Linked DNA regions of Pan troglodytes: region 2 is linked to region 1. Evidence: chromatin contacts called from public Hi-C data. All regions are on one chromosome and are shown on one strand. The core of a region is the stretch at or near the end of the contact, and the rest is flanking DNA. Distances in the headings are between cores, read along the strand shown. Region 1 has its middle 61 kb from the start of BNIP3L. Region 2 overlaps DPYSL2 (dihydropyrimidinase like 2).

Evidence for each region. Hi-C and Micro-C count contacts between places; a contact is called where the count stands out from the background.
Region 2: a contact with region 1 is called in a Hi-C map of induced pluripotent stem cells, with 1.9 times the contacts expected there. The contact joins two enhancer-like sites. A contact is called at or near these places in 2 of 7 Hi-C or Micro-C datasets (induced pluripotent stem cells and stem cell-derived neural progenitor cells) and 1 of 1 datasets of contacts at active chromatin or transcription factors (stem cell-derived excitatory neurons).

What each region holds. Positions count from the first base shown.
Region 1 is chr7:34,798,360-34,804,598 of NHGRI_mPanTro3-v2.0_pri, reverse strand. No RefSeq gene overlaps it. Among named protein-coding and RNA genes, the nearest start is that of BNIP3L, 61 kb to the right of the region's middle. Within about 2 kb of position 2,503, at least 21 of the 24 cell types and tissues checked have an H3K27ac peak or open chromatin away from gene starts, as enhancers often do. A contact at or near this core is called in induced pluripotent stem cells, where this site is marked.
Region 2 is chr7:35,002,009-35,008,247 of NHGRI_mPanTro3-v2.0_pri, reverse strand. It overlaps DPYSL2 (dihydropyrimidinase like 2), which reads right to left. Exons shown (of 14, transcript XM_001161598.8): 12 at 5,694-5,873; 13 at 4,735-4,900; 14 at 1-2,520. The coding sequence ends at 2,429. Among named protein-coding and RNA genes, the nearest start is that of DPYSL2, 140 kb to the right of the region's middle. Within about 2 kb of position 2,472, at least 3 of the 24 cell types and tissues checked have an H3K27ac peak or open chromatin away from gene starts, as enhancers often do. A contact at or near this core is called in induced pluripotent stem cells, where this site is marked.

The sequences.
Region 1 (6,239 bases), core at 1,254-3,753:
GAGGTAGGACCTGCCTGGTTCCAGCAGTTTTGCCCACAGCTCTGCTGTAGATCCCGCCTCTCAGACTCTATTATGTTTCGGTCATTAAATCTGTAATCCTGAATCCCACACAGACTTGCAAGTCAAGGAATTCAGGCTGAGAAGGGTTCTCTCTGCTTATGAGAGAAACACTCCCATGAAATGTGCATCTGTGTGTGTCTGTCCATTCGGATGCAATCAATGGCAGTAAATTCTTTGTATTGTGATAAGAATCCCTAGCAAAGAATCAACAAGTTGAGACCTTAAGTCTTAATGCAGATGCAATCTGTAAGGGTATTTTTTTTTTTTTTTTTTTGAGATGGAGTCTCGCTTTGTCACCCAGGCTGGAGTGCAGTGGCAGGATCTCGGCTCACTGCAACCGCCGCCTCCCGGGTTCAAGCGATTCTCCTGCCTCAGCCTCCCAAGTAGCTGGAATTACAGGCGTGCACCACCAGCCCTGCTAATTTTTGTATGTTTAGTAGAGACGGGGTTTCACCATGTTGTTTAGGCTGGTCTCAAACTCCTGAGCTCGTGATCCCTCCGCCTCGGCCTCCCAAAATGTTGGGATTACAGGAGTGAGCCACCGCACCTGGCCTGTAAGGGGATTCTTATTCATCCCCCAAACGGAGGCCAGCTAGGCCAGGCACCTGTTCTGTTGAACTCTGAGATGCCTCTTCTGTTTGATTCTATTTGACGCTTACCTGTGCTAGGAAAGTGCCCAGAAGTGAGAAGCCTCTGGGTTGACTTCCTTCCTCCAGGAGGGAAAGGGACTAAGTTTATGAAGCAGCCACGCTGGGAAGGCCACTATACAGCTTCCCATATGTTACACATGTTCATCACCCTCAGAGATTGCCCCACTGGCATATGTGGACAAGTCAACGCTCAGAAAGGTTACCTCGACGCGTCACACATAGGTGAGGCCAGGGGTGGCCTCGTACCTGCACTTGGCAGGCTGCAGGAGGTGCTGCTCGCTGGCCCTGCCTGAGGCCTTCCCGGCTGCCTCCCGCCCCTCCTGTCCTGGACCCCAGCTAGCCGCGCGCCCGCCTCCACCACCTCGGCCCCCCTTTCTGGGGCACTCACGTCTCTATCGGCCAGATCTCCCACATCTTTCCAGGCCCAAGCCTCCCCCGCGCTGACGCTCACAAACCCCGCGGTCAGACCCTCTTCAAGGACCCCCTACAGCTGCCCCTCTCTCAGGGTCCTTCGGGTGACCATGTAGTCACTGTAGCTGCACATCCCGTGCGCCCGGGATCGCACCCAGCAGGTCCTCGCTGGGGGGTCCATGAGTGTCCCCACCCCGCCGCCCCGCCCCTGGGCGCCGGGGACTCGGCTCAGACGCGCAGAGGGAAGGCAGGGCGGCTGCAGAGAGCAGAGCCGAAGAGGAATCGAAAGCTTCAGAAACGCGGTGTGACCAGCGCCCTCCTGGACAAACCTCCCCGGTCCCCGCGCCATCGCCGCGGCCACAAGCAGCGCCGCGGGTCGCCCCGCCCAGACCTCCGCGCCCCCAGCTCTGGCTCCGTCCTCTTCCCCAAGGAGCTGCTAATCACGCCCCGGGGACGTCGGCCTCCGGGGGAGGGGAGGACCCTAGGCCTGCGCCCGACTGCTGGGAGGCGCCCCGCCCTCCCTCCTCCTGCTCGCCCCTCTCCGCTTCTCTCCCTTTTCTTCTCCTCCCCACTCAGCTCCGTTTTCTCTCCACACCCAGTCCCTTGTCCCCTCTTCGCTCACTCCACCCCACTTTCCTTCTTCCCTACCCAGTGGGTCCCTCTCCCCCTTTCCTCTCCCCTACAACCTCCCTCTCCACTCCTACCGGCCCTCTCCCCTCCCCCACCCCGTCCCCTCTGCCCCGCCTCCCCATTCGGGTCACCGCGTCCCAGTCCCCTCTTCTCCCCTCCTCCGCCCCTCCCTCCTTCTCCTCTCCCCTCTCCTGTCCCACTCCGTCCTCCCCCCTCCTCCGCACCCCGCCCGTCCCCTGGTCCCCGCCCCGCAGTGTCCTGGCGCCGGCGTAACCGCTCGTCCCACCTCCCTCCCAGCCAATCGCTCCCCTCCTCCGCTCGGGGACGCTCCCCCGGGGAATCCTGTGGCTGGAGATGCTCGGTCGAGTCCCTGGTATGTGGTCACCGTGCGGGGGCCGCTGCGGGTGCGGAATCCAGACCCGGGGGTGTAGCAACCTCACAACTCCCTGTGCAGAAGAAACCAGAAGATCGGGGCGCGGGTCCAGGGTGGTCCGCACAGCCGTGGTTTAGCCGAGGGCGGCGCGCTACACTTAGTCTCTTGTGCAGTGCTTTCTGGCCACAGCAGCTTCCCTAGAAGTGACCCCACTTGGGTCAGAACCCCCCAGCTGGGCCGCTGATATTTCCCCCTTTCGCAGAGGGAGCAGCGCGCGTCGGGAGACGCAGTGACTCGCCAGGGTCAGACCCAGAGCTTCTTCCCCACGCAAGGCCGAGGGCAGGGTGAGCACAGGGGCGTTCTCCGTCTGCCCCGGCTCGGGTGTACTGGCCTGGACGCCTCTGTGCAGGTTCCATGGTGTAGAGAGACGGCTCGAGTGCAGGCGGAGTTTAAGGGAAGGGGGTTTTGACTGCGGGAGCCGACAGAAAGGACTAAATCCAAAAGGTCCTCTTGGACCGGAACCTTCTGCTACAAGCCTGACCAATAAAAGGGGACTCTGCATCTTTTTAAGCCCAAAATAGAAAAGCCTTGGGAGCTAGAATGGCAGAAACCCCAGACCGACGGCGCTGGAAGCGCGCAGCTCGGTGCATTCCCCGGCCGCGCTGCCCTGCAGGGCCGCGCACGTTCCAGCGCTCAGGGACGGTGCCGCAGGACACACCCCAAACACAGAGCACAGACGAAGTAAAAATGAGCCGGCTGCACCAGGGACCACGCTGCCCCTAGCTGGCTCTGCCCCAGCCTCTCTGAACAGCAGGCCCCTGCGTCGAAGCCCGAGGGTCTTCGCATTTGCTGCTGTGGCTTCTCCCGGATACCCACCCCCTTCAGATCTTACAGAAGGGCCTTCTTCCAAACCAGGCCTTCCCTGTTCCCTGGCAACTGGTTTTAAAATCACAGCACCCCTACTCCTGCAATTCACAGTCCCTCCTCAGTCCCTTCACTGCTTAGTTTTTTTTTCCTTAGCCCTTGCCGCAGTCAAACTCGAATGCGTTTGTGAATCACCTGAGGACCTTCCTACAACACAGATGCGAATTCACTTGGTCGAGGGTGGGTCCCCAAGTTTCTAACGCGTGTCCGTGATATTCTGCTGCTCCCCACCTGCCTGCGGATCTGCGAGGACCTTTGACTTACAAAGGGTCCAACATGCAGATAATACAAAAGTTTATTTTTCCTATGTATTTTGGTTTACCATCCCCCGAACTTGAATGTGAGTTCCACCAGGATAGAGCTCTGGTCTGTTTTGTTTGCTGCTATATTCTCGGTACCTGGAACAGGCCTGGCACATAGTAGGAGCAGTATGTTATTTCCAGAAGGAAGCAGTGAATGAAATACAAACCAGAAAAGACAGCAGAGGTGATAAACCTAACATTATACAAAGTGAAAGTCAAGGGGCAAATTATGAACGAAACAAAGGTTTTACACTCATTTTTAAAAGGGAGAAATAACAGTCACAAGCCCTTAGGTCCTAAAGTAAAAACTGTCTCCCCAAAAAAGAAAAATTGCAAATACTACATTGATTTTAGAAAGGTTAACTCCCATCTTGGTCACATCTCAGAAGCAAAAAGTGACGTAAAAGACTTGAATAAAGAAATTAATGGCCAGGCGTGGTGGCTCATGCCTGTAATCCCAGCACTTTGGGAGGCCGAGGTGGGCGGATCACTTGACGTTAGGAGTTTGAGACCAGCCTGGGCAACATGGGGTAACCCTGTCTCCACTAAAAACGTAAAAATTAGCCGGGTGTGGTATCAGGCACCTGTAATACCAGCTACTCAGGAGGCTGTGGCAAGAGAATCAGTTGAACCTGGGAGGCAGAGGTTGCAGTGAACTGAGATTGTGCCACTTCACTCCAGCCTGGGCAACAGAGTGAGACTCTGTCAAAAAAAAAAAGAATAAACAGGACCTGTGTATTTACTAGTTTACTGTTGTAAAATATGCATAACATAAAATTTACCATGTTAACCATTTTAAGTGTGCCGTTCAGTGGCATTAAGTACATCCACATTATTGTACAACCATCACCACTGTCCATCTCCAGGACTTTTTCATCTTCCCAAACTCTATACCGATTAAACAATAACTCCCCTTCTCCTTCCCTCCAACCCGTGGTAATCACTATTATACTTTCTGTCTTTGAATTAGACTACTTTAGGTACCTCATATAAGTGGAATCACATACTGCTTATCCTTTTGTGACTGGCTTATTTTACTTAGTATGATGTCTTCAAGGTTCATCCATGTTGTAGCATGTATCTGAATTTCATTCCTTTTTTTTTTTTTTTTTTTTTTGAGACAGAGTCTCGCTCTGTCAACCAGGCTGGAGTGCAATGGTGCGATCTCGGCTCACTGCAACCTCCGCCTCCATGGTTCAAGCAATTCTTCTGCCTCAGCCTCCCAAGTAGCTGGAATTACAGGTACCTGCCATCATGCCCGGCTAATTTTTGCATTTTTGTAGAGACGGGGGTTTCACCAAGTGGGCCAGGCCGGTCTTGAACTCCTGACCTCAGGTTATCCGCCCACCTTGGCCTCCCAAAATGCTGGGATTACAGGTGTGAGCCACTGATCCTGGCCTCATTCCTTTTTTATAGCTGAATAATAACCCATTGTATGTATACACATTTGTTTCTCCATGCATCTGTTGATATACACTTGGGCTTCCTCTACCTTTTGGCTATTGTGACTAATGCTGCTATAAGCATGGGTGTACAAACAGCTATTTAAGTTTCTGCTTTCAGTTTTTTTGGGAATATACCCAGAAACCCAGAAGTGAAACTGCTGGATCATATGTTTCATTTTTTGAGGAACTCGCATACCGTTTTCTGCAGCGGCTGCACCATGTGAACTAAGGTTAAAATGAATGTTTCGCCGTTGCTGGACTAGTTGTCCTAGGGTTTTTTCTAGCTCTGCTGGCCTGTGGTTAGAGAAATGTGAGGATGAACAACAGGGAAGGGAAGTGGATTGGAAGGACACGAGCAGTCTTCCAGCTCAGATGCTGGGAGTGGTGGTGGTGAGGGTGGGGGAAGGGTGTTTATGAAGTCATAATCCAGTTACGGACCTCAGGACATTTGGGCTGGGAGAGGTAGACCTAGGCCAGTTTGGAGTACTAGGCAATGGGGGAGTGGGGGGTCCCTGCACCGCAAAGAGGCCTGAGAAAGAAGAACCTCACATGTATCAGGGAGTCCCAGAGAAAATGGTGCAAGGAGCAATGCCCAGTGGCCAGCCGTCCTCAATGTCATGGCCCCAGAGGCCAGAACAGTAGAGAAATTCAAGGTGCGGAGACCGGCTCCCTCACATGGGCAACCTGGCCCACTGGCTCTTACCATTCATATGTCTGTGAACATGGCCTTATTTGGAAATAGTATCGTAGCAGATCCGATTATGTAAAGACGAGGTCCTTTTGGATTAGAGTGGGCCTCGTAAGACAAGGGGGTTGGGGCGCAGAGACACACACCTGCCCTGTGGGCAGGTGAGGAAACTGGAGCAAATGCCAGCTCCCTGAACAGAACAGAGTGAGCCTGACAGTTGGGCATCTGTCCAAACCACACGAGCAGGCCCGGCAGGAACAGTACCTGTCCAGTGGACAAGCGGCCCATGCAATCAGGACAGCCGGGAAGAGGCTGATGCTTTCAGCCACGCTTCATCTCCTTGCCCTCATTTGGGCAGAGGTAAAGAAAGAGCACTACTGGCTGCACATGGTGGCTCACGCCTGTAATCCCAGCACTTTGGGAGGCTGAGGCAGGCGGATCACTTGAAGTCAGGAGACCAGCCTGGCCAACATGATGAATTCTCATCTCTAACAAAAATACAAAAATTACCCGGGCGTGGTGGCACATGCCTGTAATCACAGCTCGGGGGACTGAGGCAGGAGAACTGCTTGAACCCAGGAGGCAGAGGTTGCACTGAGCCGAGATCTTGCCACTGCACTCCAGCCTGGACGACAGAGCGAGACTGTCTCACATACATACATACATGCAAAAAATATTTTAAAAATAAAAAAGAAAGTGCACTGCCTAGCATCACTTTGGCAGACTCATCTCCACAACCTGTGATCATCCTGTTCG
Region 2 (6,239 bases), core at 1,223-3,722, 200 kb before region 1:
TCTTAAGGAATAATAAACACGAGACTTGTTTTTTACCATAATTATTTTGCCATCAAGACAGTGGTTACAAAAAAAAAAGTACTCTTCTGGCTACACACTTTATCAGCTTTAGAACTGAAAGTTCCTCCACTCATGGGTCACAATCACAATTTCCAGGATTAAAAACCATCTATTCTTAAATCCTACACTGTTTTAGAGCATCAAGTCACTGCAGTTATTCAGTTCTGAGACACTGTCGATTTATTTTAGCATTTACATATGACATTCATTTAACAGACACACAAAGCAAGCCAACAGGTAAACATGCTTACACAGCCTGCAGAAATCGTCAGGTTTTAACTTGTTTTTTAAGAAAACAACCAAAACAACCAAAAATTACCATGACCCGGTACAGGAAAAACAGGAAGACTCAAGTGAATACTAGAGCTGCAAGTGTTTCTTAGAATTGAAACAAAAATTGTTTTTTTCCAACTTGTTCAAATTTCCTCTAAGTGCAGGTGAGAAAAAAAGCAAATATATTAAGTCAACCAATTATTTTTTTAAAAGTGCAATTTACCTTTAAAATAACAAATAAACAACAACAACAAAAAACCCAAAACCCCAACCAGATCCCCAAAGGCAAAATGTGTAGAGAGACAAGGGTGGTGATGGAATGACCTACTTTGTGATGTTTTTACGCTTTACAAAAAGCAGATTTGGTATTTAGAAAAGCCTGCAAACACAACATTGCTTAAGAGAACCTGTAAACACGTTTGGAATACAATGCAACACAAGTCAGCAAGGACAGGGGTAGGTCCAAAGGAGCCAGCTAGGGGGAAAGGTGACAGAAAAGGAGAGGGAAGGATGGAGATACGACATCGCTTGTGGTCTCTAAGGGGGCCATGTGTTTAATTTGTAAGGTTTCCTCCCCACAGGAGTTCTGATGTGATCTATCGTTCATGAAACACATTTCTCCTCTTGCAAAGTAGAACGGACTTTAAGTTTCCCAAGGATTTTTTGAGTTTATAGGGCCTCTTTCTATGTAGTGTGTCTTTAGAAATAATTGGACAAGAAAAAAATACGGTTTTTCCCCGAAAATAAAAAGCTCCCATGTGTTCTAGAATCTCAAAAGATACTTAACCAGGAAGCAGCAGGCCCTCGGGTCAGACTCCTATTAGCTTAGCACTTCTGAACTGGTGACTTTGGTTGGTTCACTCGGGTTAATGAGGCTCGGTGTTTAGGTTTGACCGTGACTTTAGCCAGAGAGCACTGCACAGAGGAAAATCTCTCCAGTTCTGCAGCCTCATACCTCTAAAGCTTCTGGGCCCTGTCTGCGGTTCCACGTGTGATACTGTGGGTGAGACGGCATGGCCCATTCCTGCACTTGGCCAGGGTCCCACACTCTAGCACACATCCTCATGATGGCAGGTGGTTAGCACCAGTCCCACATGGACCAGGATGACACAGCACTATGCTTGCAATGGCAAACGCTCAAATCCTTTAGGCGGACCCAATGACCACCATGAAATGGTAGACCTGGGAGGTGAAAAGATAACTGGGCAAGGGAGGAAAACACCGTCTCCGAGACAAGGGCTGGAGGAAACACAGAGAGAGAGAGAGACAGACACGAAAATATTCATGAATTAAAAAGCTAGAGAGAGAAAGAGAGAGCGAGAGAGCGAGAGCACGCAGAAAAATGGTAAAAGACAAGAGAATCCTCAAAGGATTTAATCTGCAGCAAAATCTAGGCCAATAAAGCAAGCCTGCCCCTTTATCAACAGCTGACCCTGAAGACTACGGAATGGCGATGCGGGTGGGCATTCTGGAGCCTCTCAGGACGGACACGATGAGTTTGCCAACCACCCGGAATCAGCTGGGTGATGACGTAATTGCATCATTAGGATGTCCAGTTCAAACCCCTTGTATTAATATGGAATTAAATGTTCCAATTTAGTATTAAAAAAAAAAAAAAAAAAAAAAGACTCTCCCCGACCCCGGCCCCTCCCCAGCCCCACAAAGAAAACTTCTTAAAATTTTTAAAAAGAAAAGAAAAAGGCAGCTCTGGGCAATTCACTTTATCTTCCCTCCCCCCATGAAAAGGAAGATGCTAACGGACACTAGGAGGTTGAAGGCGAAGGAGACCCTCGCTGGGGGCTGCTTGTTCGCATGTCTAAGTGTTGGGTGTGGTTCCCTGTATGAGCTTGGTGGGTAGGCTTAGGTGTGATACCCATAGATGTGTAGGGAAGTGGATGAGCAAAATCAGTAACTCTTGGTGAGAGACGGGGTGCAGGGCCCCAAGGGAGACCCCATGAACTGGCTGCTCCACAGTAACTATCACAGGCTCTTAAAAAAAAAAAAAAAAAAAAAAAAAAGGAAGGAAGAAAGAAGTCTCAGAATGTCCTCAGGTGTCCCATCCCCAGTCCCCAGTGGACGGCACAGCCCAGGAGCTCTAGCCCAGGCTGGTGATGTTGGCACGGCCACCGGGGGGCGCCACGATACGCTGGGTGGTGCGGCGGGGAATGTTGTCATCAATCTGAGCACCTGGAGGGAGAGGAGAAGAGAGCAGCGGGTGAGGGGCCAGGACGGTCACACAAGATCCTGCTTGAAGGTGAAATCTCACAGCTCAGGAGGAAAAGTGCTAGTCGCATTCTTTTTTTTTGGAGACAGCGTCTTGCTCTGTTTTCCAGACCAGAGTGCTATGGCACCATCATAGCTCACCACAGCCTCAATCTCCTGGGCTTAAGCCATCCTCCCACTCGGCCCCCTCAAGAAGCTGGGACCACAGCCACAGGTCCCCATACCTAGCTAATTTTTAAATTTTTTGTAAAGAGGGGTCTCGCTATGTTGCTGACGCTGGTCTCAAACTCCTGGGCTCAAGCAATCCTCCTACCTCTGCCTCCCAAAGTGCTGGGATAAGAGGTGTGAGCCACCCTGCCCGGCCTCACGTTCTTTGTTCTTCTCTTAAAACCTCACTGAAGTTTAGACTACAGAAAGGAGGTGGAGGCCAGGCATGGTGGCTCATGCCTGGAATCCTACTAACAGCACTTGGAGAGGCTGAGGTGAGAAGATTGCTTGAGTCCAGGAGTTTGAGAACAGTCTGGGCAACACAGTGAGAGCCTATCTCTGTAAAAAAAAAAAAATTAAAAAATTAGCCAGGCATGACGATGGAAGCCTGTAGTACCAGCTACTGGGGAGGCTGAGCTGGGAGGATCACTTGAGCCCAGGAGGTCGAGGCTGCAGTGAGCTGTGATTGCACCACTGCACTCTAGCCTGGGTACTGGGTGACACAGTGAGATACTATTATATCTCTAAAAATAAAAATAAACTTTTTAAAAAGGAGATGAGCCTAAGGTAACCAAAGAATCAGACACTGTATAAAGGCTGTTGGATCTATTACTGGAGAAAGTAAAACTATATACAAAATATCACTACATCTTAGACTCTGTCCTGTCCCCTGTTCTGATTAGTCAAATTGGCTGTGGCTTTTCTGAGGACATAGCCCTCTTCTGGCATTCTAATCCCCTAATCCTACACACAGAATCACAAGTAGGAGGAACGACGGCAGCTTATATTGGAACAGCCTTGAGAGATCAGATAACACAGACATGATTATACACGTTTTACTTACAACAAAGTAACGTTCATTATTTTTAAATGTTTTGAAAATTGGTAATCCATATATGGGACACAGGTAACTTTCTAAAAACCCACACAACCAGCAAGAAAAAAGAATTCTCACTGGTTTAACAATTTCTTTAATACGCCATAGGAATCCGTGGCCCAGGGAGCTACAAGAGTGGAATGTTCTAGTCATGGGCCAAATGAAAGACGGGAAGGAAGTTTCAAGCAAGGAAACTTAAAAATCTGAACCCTTTCCTCTCACCAAGGGGATATCACACAAATTACCCAAGCAAATACAACTAACAGTTCTCAAATGGCCCCGTTCTAAGCACTGTACATATATATTAACCCATTTAACCCTCACAACAACCTCACGGGGGAGCAACTACTATTATTGCCATTATACAGGCGAGGAGACTGAGGCACAGCCAGAGCTGAGCTCTGAAGTTAGGCTGTTGAAACTCCAGACTCCACAAGCTAAACTACAATATACTGTAGGAGAGAAGTCCTGAAATACCACAGTGTCCTTTCTTATGATGGACCTAAGAAATTGAACAAATGTCTTCTTAATATATTAGGTAAAACACAGTATGGGCATTGTGTGACACAAACTGATCTCAAGATTCTGAAACCCAACCAGTCATTAACTATGAAAATACATCTCCAGGCCAAGCTAGGCCGGGCCCGGTGGCTCACACCTGTAATCCCAGCACTTTGGGAGGCCGAGGCGGGCAGATCACCTGAAGTCAGGAGTTCTACTAGCCTGGCCAACATGGTGATACTCCGTCTCTACTAAAAATACAAAAATTAGCCAGGTATGGTGGTGCATGCCTGTAATCCCAGCTACTTGGGAGGCTGAGACATGAGAATCACTTGAACCAGGAGGTGGAGGTTGCAGTGAGCCAAGATCGTGCCACTGCACTCCAGTCTGGGTGACAGAGCGAGACCCTGTCTCAAAAAAAAGAAAAAGAAAATACATCTCCAGAGATCTGAGTCCACTGTATTTCTCACGTTGGAGAGAAAGGGAATATCATTCACTTCTATTTCTGTGTCCTTTCCAAATGCAACTGTAGCCTCGCCAGCACCAGCGAGCTGGCCCTGCAGAACTGTGCCCTCCCCAAGCCCCAACCCTACCAGACAAACTGAATCCAGACTGGTGCAGGTTCCGGACAGGTGGGGCCTGCTGCTTGGCAGGAGACGTCTTGGCCGAGGAGGCTGGAGTGACTGTCTTGGGCGTCACAGACACCTCACACACGGGTCCGTCATACAGGCCACGAGGAACCCCTCTCAGCTCAGCCAGCTGCAAAACACAAGAGTCCCCCCAGCTCAGGCCACAGCCACAGAGGATACCTCTCTAGAAACCCTCCTGGAGGGAGGATGGCCTGTGAGATCTAGGGATGGAGGGCTCTCCTTACAGACAGGTGGACAGGTGTTGTGTGGGGCCAGCTCCCACCATGCCAGGCCAAAACTCCCCACAAGGTCCAGTAACTGGTTAACTCTACAAAAACTAACACGCCTTACAATTTTCCCCCCAAGACACTTCAACTTTAAACCCTGTAAGAATCCCCTAAGCATGCTGTGAGGCGGATCTGGTATCATGTTCAAGATCTGGCCCCAAACTTTCTTTCCAATTGCATTCTCCTTTTAATTCCCTTATAGCTCCATCTCTTTCCTGCTTCACATGCCCTGAATACACTGTACATTTTCTATGCTCATGATACTCTTATCAAATTCCCTCGTCTCCCTTCTTTGACTTGACAGACTCCTACTTAACCTTCAAAGCCCAACTCAAAATGTCCTCTCCCCATGACACTCTCCCCAGCTATGGGCAGTGGCTCCCTCCTCTGGGTCCTTACTCCACACTCCTTATCATAGCATATACCATGATCTCACTTTGCTAGGGCTCTCTGTGGACACGCCTGACTCCTTCTCCAGTATTTTAAATGCCAGGAATAAAAAATTCAGACTCCCTCTTATCCCTGGAATCCACTAAATTCATCTTAATATTCTGTCTCAAGGTGCTTAATAAATGTTTGCGGCCTTGAACTTAATTTGTGATTTAACAAAAAATTCATCAGAACAAAACTACTCACCCTGCTCCTTGCCTTGATACGCTTATAAACAAAATCAGGGAAGGGCTTCCGGGGAATGTAGCGTCCAGAGCCTTCGGTGACATGCAGGGTGCCGTCCTCCAAGACAATCTTCCCCTGGCTGATGACCACCAGTGGGGAGCCGCGGCACTCCATGCCTTCAAAGATGTTGTACTCGAGAGACTGAGAAGAAGGCACAGTAAACTCTAGAACAGGCCACTCTGGCTGGACTCAATCCACCCGGCAGCACCCACTGCCCCAACCCCACAGAGACAAAAGAGAGACTCAGAGACAGGGATCCTGTCCCAACTGGGCACCCCAGCAGGCACTTACTTGCTGTGTCTCCATTTCCCTGTCTAGAATATGAAATAACTTTTTCTACCTCTCCACATTAGAAAGAAAAATAATTAAACAGAATAATTGTGTGAAAAGGGTGCATGTTTGTAAATGCTACACAAATATAAAGAAAATGATTCCTCCTATTAACAGAGACTGTGTTCCCACCATCTCCAGCTCCATTCCGGTTGAATTCCAAAGGCCTTCTCTGAC